4 separate regions of the Mus musculus genome follow, and regions 1, 2 and 4 are each linked to region 3. The links are chromatin contacts, called in public HiChIP or PLAC-seq and promoter capture Hi-C maps. All regions are on one chromosome and are shown on one strand. The core of a region is the stretch at or near the end of the contact, and the rest is flanking DNA. Distances in the headings are between cores, read along the strand shown. Region 1 has its middle 6.4 kb from the start of Gm32018. Region 2 holds the start of Paqr9 (progestin and adipoQ receptor family member IX). Region 3 holds the start of Slc9a9 (solute carrier family 9 (sodium/hydrogen exchanger), member 9). Region 4 overlaps Gm31847 (a long non-coding RNA gene).

What was found. Promoter capture Hi-C pulls out the DNA fragments that hold promoters and counts their contacts. HiChIP or PLAC-seq counts read pairs in DNA pulled down with a chosen protein or histone mark.
Region 1: a contact with region 3 is called in an H3K27ac HiChIP or PLAC-seq map of regulatory T cell precursor, with 5 times the contacts expected there. The contact joins the enhancer-like site here to the promoter of Slc9a9 in region 3. A contact is called at or near these places in 1 of 39 promoter capture datasets (stem cell-derived epiblast-like cells), 3 of 115 datasets of contacts at active chromatin or transcription factors (CD8 T cells, memory CD8 T cells and regulatory T cell precursor) and 2 of 9 other capture datasets (adipose tissue and liver).
Region 2: a contact with region 3 is called in a promoter capture Hi-C map of embryonic stem cells, with 2.8 times the contacts expected there. The contact joins the promoter of Paqr9 here to the promoter of Slc9a9 in region 3. A contact is called at or near these places in 1 of 39 promoter capture datasets (embryonic stem cells) and 1 of 9 other capture datasets (embryonic stem cells).
Region 4: a promoter capture Hi-C map of stem cell-derived epiblast-like cells shows a contact between it and region 3, with 4 times the contacts expected there. The contact joins the enhancer-like site here to the promoter of Slc9a9 in region 3. A contact is called at or near these places in 7 of 39 promoter capture datasets (3T3-L1-derived adipocytes, cranial neural crest, liver and 3 more) and 2 of 9 other capture datasets (adipose tissue and liver).

Annotation. Positions count from the first base shown.
Region 1 is chr9:95,315,454-95,318,449 of GRCm38.p6, reverse strand. No RefSeq gene overlaps it. Among named protein-coding and RNA genes, the nearest start is that of Gm32018, 6.4 kb to the right of the region's middle. Within about 2 kb of position 1,504, at least 32 of the 459 cell types and tissues checked have an H3K27ac peak or open chromatin away from gene starts, as enhancers often do. A contact at or near this core is called in CD8 T cells, memory CD8 T cells and regulatory T cell precursor, where this site is marked.
Region 2 is chr9:95,558,168-95,561,045 of GRCm38.p6, reverse strand. Paqr9 (progestin and adipoQ receptor family member IX) reads right to left here and starts at 1,412. Exons shown (of 1, transcript NM_198414.3): 1 at 1-1,412. The coding sequence starts at 1,087.
Region 3 is chr9:94,668,087-94,671,235 of GRCm38.p6, reverse strand. It overlaps Slc9a9 (solute carrier family 9 (sodium/hydrogen exchanger), member 9), which reads right to left and starts at 1,344. Exons shown (of 16, transcript NM_177909.5): 1 at 1,000-1,344. The coding sequence starts at 1,174.
Region 4 is chr9:94,133,015-94,136,156 of GRCm38.p6, reverse strand. The region is part of intron 2 of Gm31847 (a long non-coding RNA gene); the gene reads left to right. Among named protein-coding and RNA genes, the nearest start is that of Gm39403, 26 kb to the right of the region's middle. Within about 2 kb of position 1,551, at least 2 of the 459 cell types and tissues checked have an H3K27ac peak or open chromatin away from gene starts, as enhancers often do. A contact at or near this core is called in stem cell-derived epiblast-like cells, where this site is marked.

The DNA.
Region 1 (2,996 bases), core at 255-2,754, 650 kb before region 3:
CTCTGCTTATCCTGTTATTGAGTTCAGGAAGTGTGTTACAGGCTCACAGCTGGAGAGAGTTTTGCTTTTGCATGAATCACACCTTGGGTCTCATCCACATCTAATTTAGATGCCATTTAGACGAGAGTCTTTGGCCTTTAGAGTTTAGAGTTGATGCTGGAATAAATTAAGGCTCTTGGAACTGTTAAGGTGGGATGAATGCACTTTACAGTGAAGAAAGACATGGATTTTGGGGGGTCAGGAGCAGAAGGCTTTAGTCTGAATGTTTGAGTTTACCAATTTCATATGTTGAAATCCTAACTTCCGTGCGATGCAGAAGGAGATGGAGGTTTGGGGAGGTGATCAGGCTATGAGGGTGGAGCCTTTGTGTGCAGAATTAGCATCCTTATAAAAGAAGCTCCCAGAGCCCTCTTTGGAGAGGGGACAGCACAGAGATGGCCACCTTCCAACCAGCAAGAGGACTTTCACCAGAACAAAATCTGCCAGTGCCTTGATGTAGATTTCCCAGTCTCCAAGGAGAATTAAGAAATGGATATTGGCTTCCAGCCAATGACATTTGTTAACAAAGCCCATGTTATGTCTCACAGCGATCCCCTCTTTGTGCTAAGCCTAGGGTCGAGCAGTTTGCACGCCCTGTCTCCTTTAATTATTGTTCTTACTTATTGGTTTTTGATACAGGGTCTCACTATGTAGCTCTTGAGGGCCTCAGACTTACAGAAATTCTCCTGTCTCTGCCTTCTGAGTGCTGGGATTAAACATGTGCTCTACCATACCAGGTCTTCACTAGTTTTTGACATTGACCAATCCCTGGGGGTGGCCTTGTTAGTTTTCCTTGTTTACTGTCAGTATTCCTGAGAGCTGGATGTTCATCTAACTTATAGCTATCCCCCAGTGTCAGAAATGGAGAGCAGCACAATGTATGGGAGCAGCAGGTACTTTTTAAAGTCAATCATCTTACCTTATCCATTCGTGATGAAAACATTCTCATCTTTATTTTACTTTGTTTGTCTGAACAAATATGTCAGAGCAAATCAGAGTTCTCCAAGCTGCAGAGTTAAGATTTGAACTTGACTCTCTGGGTTTACTAAGATGAGGAATATGTAGGTAGTTCCCTTCTGGGACGTTAGCTATAATCCATTTGTTTATCTTCTTCTTTTGATTATCAAGATTGGGGCTCAGAATTGGGCAGACGTGGGCTTAAAATGTTGAGCATGCCATTTATATATTGTTTGACCTAGAGCAGCTTGCTTACCCTCTCTGAATCTGGTTTGTTGTTGGTGTCTGTCTATGGCAATAAAATGATGATTCATCACAGGGCTATTGAGGGTTAGGGGAACACAGTGCATCCCAGTGATCAGGAAATGCCTCATTTTAGATGCCCGTTTTAGGAGATCTAGGATTCCCGTGATACAGTGAGTGCTATCAACACACACTTCCTGTCTAGACTTCTTACTGCTGCTCTATAATCAAATGCCATACCCCCTGTGGATACAACCCACAGAAACGCATTCTGGAGACAGGATGTGTGACATCAGGGTACTGGTGTAGGTGGGTTCTGCTGCGGATCTCTTCAGAGAGGCACCCGATAATTTCTTGCTTTGTCGTCATGTGGTAGAAGCAAGAGCGCCTCGGTGGTTTTTTTGAGAGGAGCAAGGATTTCACTCCAAGCTCTGCTGCTCTTGGCTTCCTCATCTCCTGGAGGACCAGTCCTAATGCCACCACCTGGGGCTCTTATGAATAGGGCGGGGCATAGACAGTCAGTCCACACACTGCTCTACCATCTAGAGGTAATTAAAGAAAGGAATGTCTGAGCTTAAGCAGTGAGGGTGGGAGAGGAGGAAAAGAGTGGATGCAAACACCAAAGACATTGATTTTTGACCTTATAGTCTTCTTGGGGTCCGTGCTTTTCAGGGAAACAGCTATGTATATATTCAAAAGAGTTCCAAGGTTCACAGTGCTCATACCTGGCCTGGAATCTGGAATCTGTAGCATTGCTGTTTGATCTCATCCTTCCCTACCCCCTCTCCCTGCTAACTTCCATAGGGTTTCTCTGTGTAATAGCCCTGGATGTCTTGAAACTTACTTTGTAGATTGGGTTGGCCTGGCCCCCAACTCACAGAGATCTGCCTACCTCTCCCTCCTGAATGCTGGTATTAAAGACATTTGCCACCATGCCTGGCTACCTTTTAGATTCTTACTGAGTGAGAATTCAGCTACTAATGGATGTCACCTCTATTTTTGACTATCATGAGTCTCTCGTAGACAATGCTGGTTTTAAAACTTGATGCTTTCCTTGGGAGCTTCTGGCACAAACCTTTTCTGGTAGACCATGTCTGGCACATGTGTGTTTTAAACACTTGAAGTGAGGTTGGTTCAGGCCATGATGGGTTTGGCTGCCGGTGCTCCCCGAATTCTGGATGTTTGGCTTGGAAAACAGAGACACACAATGGTTACTTAAAGATGGCTGAGTGTAGAAATGAGAATTTCTAGAACATATTGGGCTAAACAAACTATATTGTTAGAATTTGTCTTCTATTGATTTTTTTAAACTTTCTTTTGTCATTTTGTAAGACAGGGTTTCACTTTACTGACCTAAAACTTGCTCTGTAGACCAGGCTGGCCACAAACTCACAGAGATCCTCCTGCCTCTGCCTCCTGGGTGTGGGGATTAAAGGTGTGCACCACTCCACCTGGCTGCTTTTGACTTTCCAACTATGGCCTCTAGAAAATGCAGCTTTCCATGTCGTACTGCTTAAACTCCACTCCTATGTGGCACAGCCCTGGGACACAGATGCCTGAGGTCATCTGCTGTGACTGGAAAGCCCATTGCCTTAAAACTGGCTCAGAATTTGAGTTGGATATTATCTCTCTCTCTCTCACACAGTGACACACATACACACAGACACAGATACACATAGACACACAGACACACAAACACACACACACACACACACACACACACACACACACACACATACACACACACCCCTTAGGAA
Region 2 (2,878 bases), core at 163-2,662, 890 kb before region 3:
TGATGACTAGTCCCAGGCAAACCACCAGCAGCAGCATGTAGCCCACTGTGCCCGAGAAGGTGGGCGCGGCAGGGGGTGCCTGGAGGAACTGGCGCAGGCCCTCTTCCACGTAGTACACCTGGTCATAGATGCTGAGGAAAGTGAAGATGTGGAAGAGCTGATGGCTGTGGCCAATGATGTCGAAGAGACCCGGCTGGATGCGCTCAGGGATCTTGCTCACGTTGAAGAAGGCGGCCACCACCAGCCAGAAGTAGCGGCGGTAGAAGTGCACGAAGAGTGTGGGGTTCTCGCCTCGCAGGTCGAAGAGCCAGCTCTCTAGCATAATGGGGCAGGCCATGCTGAGCGGCATGACGAAGACGAAGGTGCGCAGGGCGAACGGGTAGGAGCACCAGTCGGTGCGGCTCTTACAGCAAGCCACGGTGCAGGCCACAGCCAGCACGAAGGCCACGGGCAGCACGAGCGCGCGGTAGACCGCGATGAGGCGGGTGCAGTCCACGTGCCAGCCCAGGCGCTGCTGCACATACGGCGTCATGACCCTGGCGTCCAGCAGGCTCAGGCTGGGCAGCAGGTAGTAGTAGTAGGCCACGGTGCTGCCGAAGCCATAGTAGCTGATGGAAGCGTAGTCCAGGTAGAAGAAGGCGGCGCGCAGGCGCAGCGACAGGCAGCTGAACACGTGCGCCGTGCAGCTCATGGCGAAGGTCAGCAGCACCCCCGACGCATAGCACCACAGCGGCAGCAGCCAGGGGTGGTGGAAGGGCACATCGCTGCCGCCCAGGAAGAAGAGGCGGCAGAACTTACTGAGGAACAGCAGCAGCGGGATGAAGTGCGTCCAGAAGTTGAGCGTCTCATTGGTGGGCTTCAGCACCGAGGCCAGGCACTCTTGCGCGGTGCACGGCAGCCGCCGGTAGCCGGACAGGATGAAGCACTCCACGAAGTCATCGGGCACCTCGTCCCAGCGCAGCAGCGGCTTGGTCGTGGCCGCCGGCGGGCTCCGGGGGGCGGAGGCGGAGGCGGGATGCGAGCGCCGGGAGGTCGAGGCCGGCGGTCCCTTCACGCCGGCGCCCCGCTGCTGCAGGCGCCGCGGCATGGTGCCCCGGGCTTAGCTAGGGCGCGCGCGAGGCCACCGCGGGCGCCGGGCGCCGTCGGAGCCTTTGTGCGCGCGCGCGCGCGCGGGACCGCGGCCGCAGGTTGGCTACGCGGCCTCGGCTTGGAAGCGGGCTGCTCCGGGGGCTCGGCGCACCGGGCGGGAGGCTGCTGCTGCGCGCGCGGCTTGCCGGCGGCGTCCTCGCCACGCTCGGGTCTCTCAGCCCGCGGCCGGCCGCGCTGCGGTGGCGGCGGTGGCGCGGCTGACTGCGGCGGTGGTGGCGGTGGTGGCGGCGGCGGCGGCGCGGCGGTGACTGGGCATCGTGCGCGCGGGGCGGGCGGCGGGAGGCGGGATGTGCGCGAGGCGCTGGCGGGGGAGGGCGGCGCCGCGCAGGGCGGGGGCCCCCGGGGTTAGGGTGTCTGCGCCGCGGCGGGGGGATGGAGGTGTCCCCTGTCTTGCGTCTCCTACCATCCCCCCCTTCTCGGGCTGCGACCGCTCGGGCCGCCGCGTTAATGATTGATGCGGGGCCGGAGGCTGGCCAGAGACGCGGCCGCCGGCGCCCAGGGCGAGAGGGTGGGCAAGGGTGGGCGAGGGGGTTCGAAGTGCGACAGCCACGCCGGCGTTCTAGAGGACACTGGGGACCCGAGTTCGTGGGGGGCGGGGAGCCGGGCTGGGCGGAGGGATGCTCTAACTGTAACCTGCGGAGGTGTCAGGGAGGGCACTGCGGTACCCGCTTAGAGACGGTGTCCGAATCCGAGCTTGGCGGTTGTCAGACAGCTGGTGCTGCCTGCCTCTCTGTTCTGCTGTCTGTCATCCGTGTGTGAGTGTGTGTGTGCCCCCCTCTGTGTGTGTGTGTGAGTGTTGCCCTCCTACTCAATCCACGTCAAGTCCTAGTTTATTTCCTTACTCTAGCGGACCTATTCAGGTGCGTCACTATCCTCCTCCTCTCTCTCTTTGTGGTGTCTAAAGGGACCTAAAGGGACAATTCCCAAGCTGGTCTTCAGCTCAACTCACCAACTCGGAAGCCCCAGCTTACTCCTCTGTGGCTTCTTTAACTAGGAATCCGATGAAGAGCTCAGGAGCGCTCGACAACGGATTTTCAGGAACAGTTTCAGATGATGGTTTGGGGATTCAGAACGCCTCTAAGGAGCCGGGGAATGTATTAAAAAGGGTTTCCCAAGCAGAGCTGTGCAGGAGCCTCGGGAGGAAGCAGATGAGGGAAGACTATAGGCGTCTTCTAGAACAAACCAGAAAAGAGAGTTGAGAGGGTTCCTAGAGGCTTAGCATCGATGGTTTAGAGAAACCTATGCATAATTAACCTTAGAAGTACCTGGCAGGTCTAGTATGAGTTTCTTCAGGCAAGGGGCCCGAAGAAAAGGAGACTTGAAGAGTTCAGAGGTTTGTGATGAGCAGCGGTGTGAAAAATATCATAACCTAGACTTCCAAGATGGGGGTCTCCCAGTGACGTCTCAAATGTTCACCGTGTTCCATCTTTCAGTGATACTCCGGGTGTGGCTTCATCTGACCGGAGTCTTCACCTTGGTATAACAAAGATATACATACAGTTTTGAGGTGTTAGGCACTTGATGTCTTACAGCTTTAAAATATCTTAGATACTCTTTCCCCCATTTTGCAGATAAGGAAAATGGAGGCACCATGGCCATGTTGAGTACACCCAGGTGGTGAATGTGAACACAGGCAGTCTGCTGTTAGACTTCATATATGAAACTAGAACACCCACTAACCTTCACTAGGAGGAATCGGACTGCTAGGAAGGACCATCCCACTTAGGAA
Region 3 (3,149 bases), core at 95-2,594:
TAGTCTGTACAAACTCCATAATCACATTTTATTAAACTTCCCAAAAATGATGGATGCCATGGTAACTTGCACAGAAAGAGCATCACTTTGGGAGGTTAAACCTTAAATTAAAACCTTTTTTCCCCTCTGTAGTTTAAAGAATTGGGTGTTCTTACTTATACATATTATTCCAGCACCCAGGAGGTTGAAGCAGGAAGATCACTGTGAGTCTGAGGCCAACCTTGTCTATAGAGTGAGACCTGTCTAAAATGAGAGAGAGAGAAAGGGGGAGAGAGAGGGAGAGAGAGAGGGAGAGAGAGAGGAGAGAGAGGGAGAGGGAGAGAGAGAGAGAGAGAGAGAGAGAGAGAGAGAGAGAGAGAGAGAGAGAGAAGTGTGTGTGTGGTGTGAGAACACAAATAAGTATTATAAACAAGACCATATTAAATCAGGCTAAGCAATGGAAAATGTTAAATAGGAAATTCTTGGTTTAACACTTTTATTATCAGAAGCTAAAATAGTGTTCACAGGATGAAAAAGGATTTGGACACAATTATTCCCATTACAAGGGTGGGGTCTGTTTCTACGAGTATTTCTTCTTGAAAATAGTTGAAAGGGTATTTCCTCCATGCAGTCTGAAGCCATTCCCTTAACTTTGCCTGGCTCCTCTGGCTGCCTGTGGAAGAGGCTGCGCTGACTGACTGCATTGCCACCACAACCTACTACCATGACTAGCGCTCCATGACTCCCCGCATGACAAAGGACTGCAGCTGTCAACAGACTCACATACTGTGCTGCCTCAGAGCCTGTCACTGTGACAGCTGCTCTGTGGTCAGGCGGAATTTCTGCCGCTCCTCTGGAAAGAGGTTAGCATCCCTAACACTGCGGCACCTCTCGCTGAGCTAATGACACTTCAATCAGCATGTTCCCCTCACTTTCTGCACTTTGCCATCTGAGCACAAGTCTCTAATTACTACGCCCAGGCAACAAGTTACACATCTACCCCACCATTTACACACTCACCATACACCATCGCCCCTCCAGTCTCATGCAAGAAGCGGAATCGGTGATTTTTAAATAACCAGATTGTTAAAATGGTAAGGATGAGCAAAAAATTAAACGCGAGTAGCTCCACTGCTCCCTGGTGTTGAAAATGATCTTCATCCTTCCCTGACGTAAACCGAAGCTGCCCAGCCATTCTCCACTCGACCGACTGTGATGCTCAGAGAAATCCCTGGACAAGGGATGAGCCCTTAGATGAGGGTTGCCTAGGATAGACTGGCGCCCACAGAATTTCAGAATAAACGCTGCTACTTTGTTGCTACTTCGCAAGCAATTCAGATGGCTTAGCATTCAGACCGGCTTCTCGTTACAACTTCCTGTTTCTCTCTTAAAGCAGCCCCGTCTCTTTTCAAACTCCAGAGGGTGGTTTCATCATAAAAGATTCTGTCTTTAAATGATTCACTCTGGAAAGAGATCTTCCACACTGGTCAAATCTGCCAGCAAGATGCTGATGTCCAGACTCGTGGCCCTCCTGTTTCCAGCATGATTTCTTAGTCTGTATGCAACTGGCAAATTGTACATTGATAGTAAGACAGTTCAACCCGGCACATCAATAGTTTTCAGATTCAAAAGGGCAAGTCCAGACCCTTAACTTCACCTACTCAGGTTTCTCCCCTCCCACCACAGCCTCCCAGGGGAGGATTGACAGGTATGATTTCACAGGACTATTTCTGAAGTTGAGAGGCACAGATCCAGTGCACGATTCTCTGACTTTTTATAATTGCCGGTCAACTAAAATAATCAAAAAGAAAAGTCTAGCCCCAGTCCTTTAACGGTGCTATTTAAATTTGTTGAAGAAAAAAAGGAAGAGAGATAGAGAAGGTGGAGGATGGAGGGAAGAAGGGAGGGAGGGAGAAAAGGGAGAGGGAGGTGTTTAAGACTGGTACCTCCAGTTCTTCTGCTTCCTAGGCAAACATCAAGATTTCCTTGTCTTTACCAATCAGTCACCATGCAGCCAGGTCTGCTGTGGAGACCCCCACATCTCACCACATGGTAAAATGGACGAGTGTTAATGTCTGGCTTCTATTCTGATAGAATTAGAATTCCATTTCTGTATTGTAAGGCACCCTGAAAAAAATATGACACTAAAGGCTTTGAGACAAACACATAATAATATTATGGTCTTACAGACCTGTAACTCTAGCGTTCAGGAAGCTGAGGCAAGAGGATCGCTGTGAATTCAAGGTCTCCCTGAGCTACATAGACACTGGAAGGTAACTACCCATCGGAAAGCTAATTTCCCACTCTGGGAGAGCATCAAGCACTCCAGTGCCTCAGCCTCTTTGCTTATGCAACTCCGAGCTGGAGTTGGTTTTCTCTGTGTGCTTGGCTCAGCAGGGGGCATCTGTGTGCACAGCAGATGTTTTTACCCATGGTCCCTTTTGGCACGCATCTCTGTGATGACTAATACTGGAGTTGTCTTGAAGCCTGTCAGCTATTGCTTGCAAGCATTTGCCAGCAGCCTCACCTTCCGTATTCAAAAACCCACAGGTGAGTCGTTAGATTTACAAGATAATGCAAATTCAAAAACGAGAGAACTTCCTGGTTTTGCTGCTTTTAAGGCAGACTTGCTCTTCGATTGTCTTACCACATCTCTTTCCCTCTTCCTGTGAAGAGACCCAGGAAGTGGGTGAGAAGGAGCAGGAGATTGTTTGCCTGACTCTACAAGCTTTTCAAAAGCTTTAAGCTTGCTGTTGAAATAAGGCAGTGTAGGAAGATGAAGGAATTGTGGGTAGAGAAAGGAAGGCCTCACCTGGAAGCCTGGCCCAAGCCTGCTGCCTGGAGCATGGAGAATGGCAGCACTGTCAACAGCAGTTGGCTAGGACGATTTGGAACAAAGACAGTATTTCTCGTCCATAGAGACGCTTCACTGGGAACATTAAAATGGAAAGCTGTTTTCTTGAGGCATAAGGACACATGGCCTCTCTACCTTTCCAGTTGTAAAAGCTAGGACTCTCAAAACATCATTTACAAGCAAAAGACTGGTTCTAACTCTCTGATTCAACTCTGTAACTAATTTTTTGTTTGTTTGTTTGTTTTTTCATATTATCAGTTTACAATCCCATCCAAGGCGTCTCTGGGAAGACCGTAAATTTTCATTTGTTAAAAGA
Region 4 (3,142 bases), core at 302-2,801, 540 kb after region 3:
AGAAGGCTTTCATATTCTCCTGATGAGAACAGTAATGTCTAAATATCATGCATGAGCAATGACTACATAAGAGGTCTATGCATACGATACAACTGGGTAAGCCCTCAAAGCAAACAATCTTAAACTGGGTGACACATATCACTTCACTTTAGTATTATAAATGTGTCTATTTTCTGTGATAAAATAAATGGCAGGTTTTTAATTCAGTGTCTTTCTGTTGATTTGGGAGAAAGTGGATATGGCCTTTACACAGTCAGCATTATTGACATGCATTACTCTGGAATATTTATTAACAGTATTCAGTGAAGTGCAAAGCACTCACTAGAGAGGCCCAGGATTAGCCAAATATTAATGTCTAACTGCACAAGATTATCTTTAGCTTCAGCTTTGAACGTATCCAAGCTTATAAAGACAGCCATGTGGTTTCATTCTAAGTGTCCCTTAAGTCATCATTTTATTTTAAGTAAACCTTCCTGTTAATTGAAAATTGTAAATCTGAGCCTGCTGTGATTATGTTGAATGCTACAGGTTTAGGAAAACACCTTTGGCAAATTATTCTCATTGCAAGATCTACTACAGTCTGAATACTTTTTTTCTTTTCTTTTTATTAGGTATTTATTTCATTTACATTTCCAATGTTATCCCAAAAGTCCCCCACATTCTCCCCCACTCTGACTACTTATACCCTCTTCACATTCCTTAGTTGAAACTGCAATTGTTAGTGTGATGGTGCTGACTAGGGATAGATGGGAGGATAGGATATATGTCCTGATGAAAATAGTAAAAGACAAAAAATCTGTGTTCTCTAATATGAAAGGATATAGCAACCTGTAAACTAGGAAGATGGGTGTCAAAATTAACTTGACCATGACCAGGTTTCCTGATCTCCAGTTTCCAACCTCTAAACTTCAAAAAGGTATACTTTAAGTCACCTAGACTGTGAGAGTTCTTCACAGCATGCCAAATACACAGCTATATACTATGAGAACAAAATCCTATTTATATCAGAATGCTTTAGTCATAATGTAAAGGAACACACAGATTGAAGTGGCTTAAACCATGTGACTTTATTATCTCACAGGAAGTTCAAAGTTGACTGGTTCTGTTTCTTACCTTCAGTCCAAACAGTGTCATTCAGGACTTGGGTGTTCTCTAACGTCCCATGTCTGGATTTCAATGTTTTTCTCTTAGTCTTCAAGCATGCCTTGGAGCTACAGAATGTTTTCTAGGTCATAGGGAGCCTCCTACATATACAGTCAGAAGGAAGAGTTTTTCTAGGGATGAAATATTGTTTTCCTGAAACTCAGATTGCAGCAATTCCCACTGAGCTAGCGATACTTGATTATAAGCTATGTCTAGATTGTAGTTGAGAGGCCCTGGGCAGTAAGACAGTAATATTTTCAACAGTAGGTAGTCAGCAGAGAAAATTAGGAGGCAACCTACACATGTTTAAAGTGTCAGTCTGTCCTGGCACTTGCCTAGTCTGCAGAGAGGTAGAAATACTGGCCCTAGCTATTGGCCAAACCAAGCAGGACATTAGCATCCAAATAAAATGAAGACTGATAAATTTGCCTTTGTGTAGGTGTGGTGGTTTGAATGAGAATGGCCCCATAGGCTCAAGGTCTGTCACCAAAGAGTATAACTGTTTGAAAGGATTAAGAAGTGTAACCTTATTGGAGGAAGTGTGTCACCAGGACTGGGCTTTGAGGTTTTAATTGCCCATATATGATCTAGTTTCACTCTTTCTCCCTGAGGGTTAGGGTGTAACTCTACTATACCTCCAAAAACCATGCCTGCCATATCTTTTGCTATGCTGGCCACCAAGATGATAAGAAAACAAAGCTCTAAAATTGTAAGCAAGCCCCTAATTAAATGCTTTTAAGAGCTGCTGTGGTCATGGTGTCTTTTTTAAAGCACTAGAAAATCACTAAGAGGATAGGATATAAAGAAAGTTTTGATTTAAACACTTCAATTTTTTTAAAGAGTCTTTTATTTATTTTTTCTTTCTGTAATGTGGGATTCTACCAGGCAGTAGTCTATATGCTAAAGGAACATTTCTAGCTTGTTCTCCATAAAGACAACATTGTGGATTATAATAAAACCATCTCTTGCATATGTGAGCTCACATAGCATTCATTTCTTACTGCAGTTTTGTGACTTGCTTTTGCCAAAGTGTGCTTTCCAAATGAACTCTAGGCTATTGTTTCACAATGGAACGTCACCTTGCTTAAGGAATGGAAACACTCCTAACTCAAGGCAATGTACACGTAATTATGTTATTTGGAGTGTTTGCATTCCTGGGGCTTCTTATCCTTGTAGCTACTTGGTTTTGAAGCCTGCAAAGAAATATGTAAGTAAACACATACATACAATAAACCAAAATCAAACTCTACCAAAGGATAGGACAGAGCCTATTTAAACTTACCAAAACAAATATACTAGGTCATTTTTTATCTTATTTTGTCTTTACTTATTGATGAACATTGTTGAACCACTCATGTTGCATGTTTTAATTCAACTTAATTAGCACTTATAAAATCGCTAAATATACAGACAATCATACTAAGTTTTGTTGGGATTCAAATTAAATGTATTATCTGTTAATTAGAAATATAAGGTACCATCTGATGGGTTGAATATTAGGAGGGACACAGGCAAAGAGTATCAACAGTATACCCAGTGCCTCTGAATGTGAGATTGTGATAAGAAACAATGGGAAACGGGAGTTAAAAATGTTAGACAGTAAATGGAGTTGACAAGGGCATTGAAGGTGGACCTGGGGTAGATTGAAAGCAGCACAAAAGGGATGAAGGTGATACACAGCTATGGAGTATTCCTGGCCAGGACCAAGGCCAGAGTCAAAGCCTCATCACTGTTAGGTAGTTCAGATCTTAATGAGGACCCTTGACCATTCTAAGTGCAGCAGGTGAATAGATTTCTTCAAGCCTTACACAGAGCTAGAGAATGCTTCCCCCAGATCATAACTCTTACCCATGGTCGCACCATGTGGATAGAAAGGAAATCAAGACAAGGACAAAGAGATTGAGAGGAAAATGTGGACACAGAAAGGGAAAATTCACCTCACACTAAATATACTTGAAGCAGATGCTCCCCAACTAAGGACTGTATCATAATTACCACA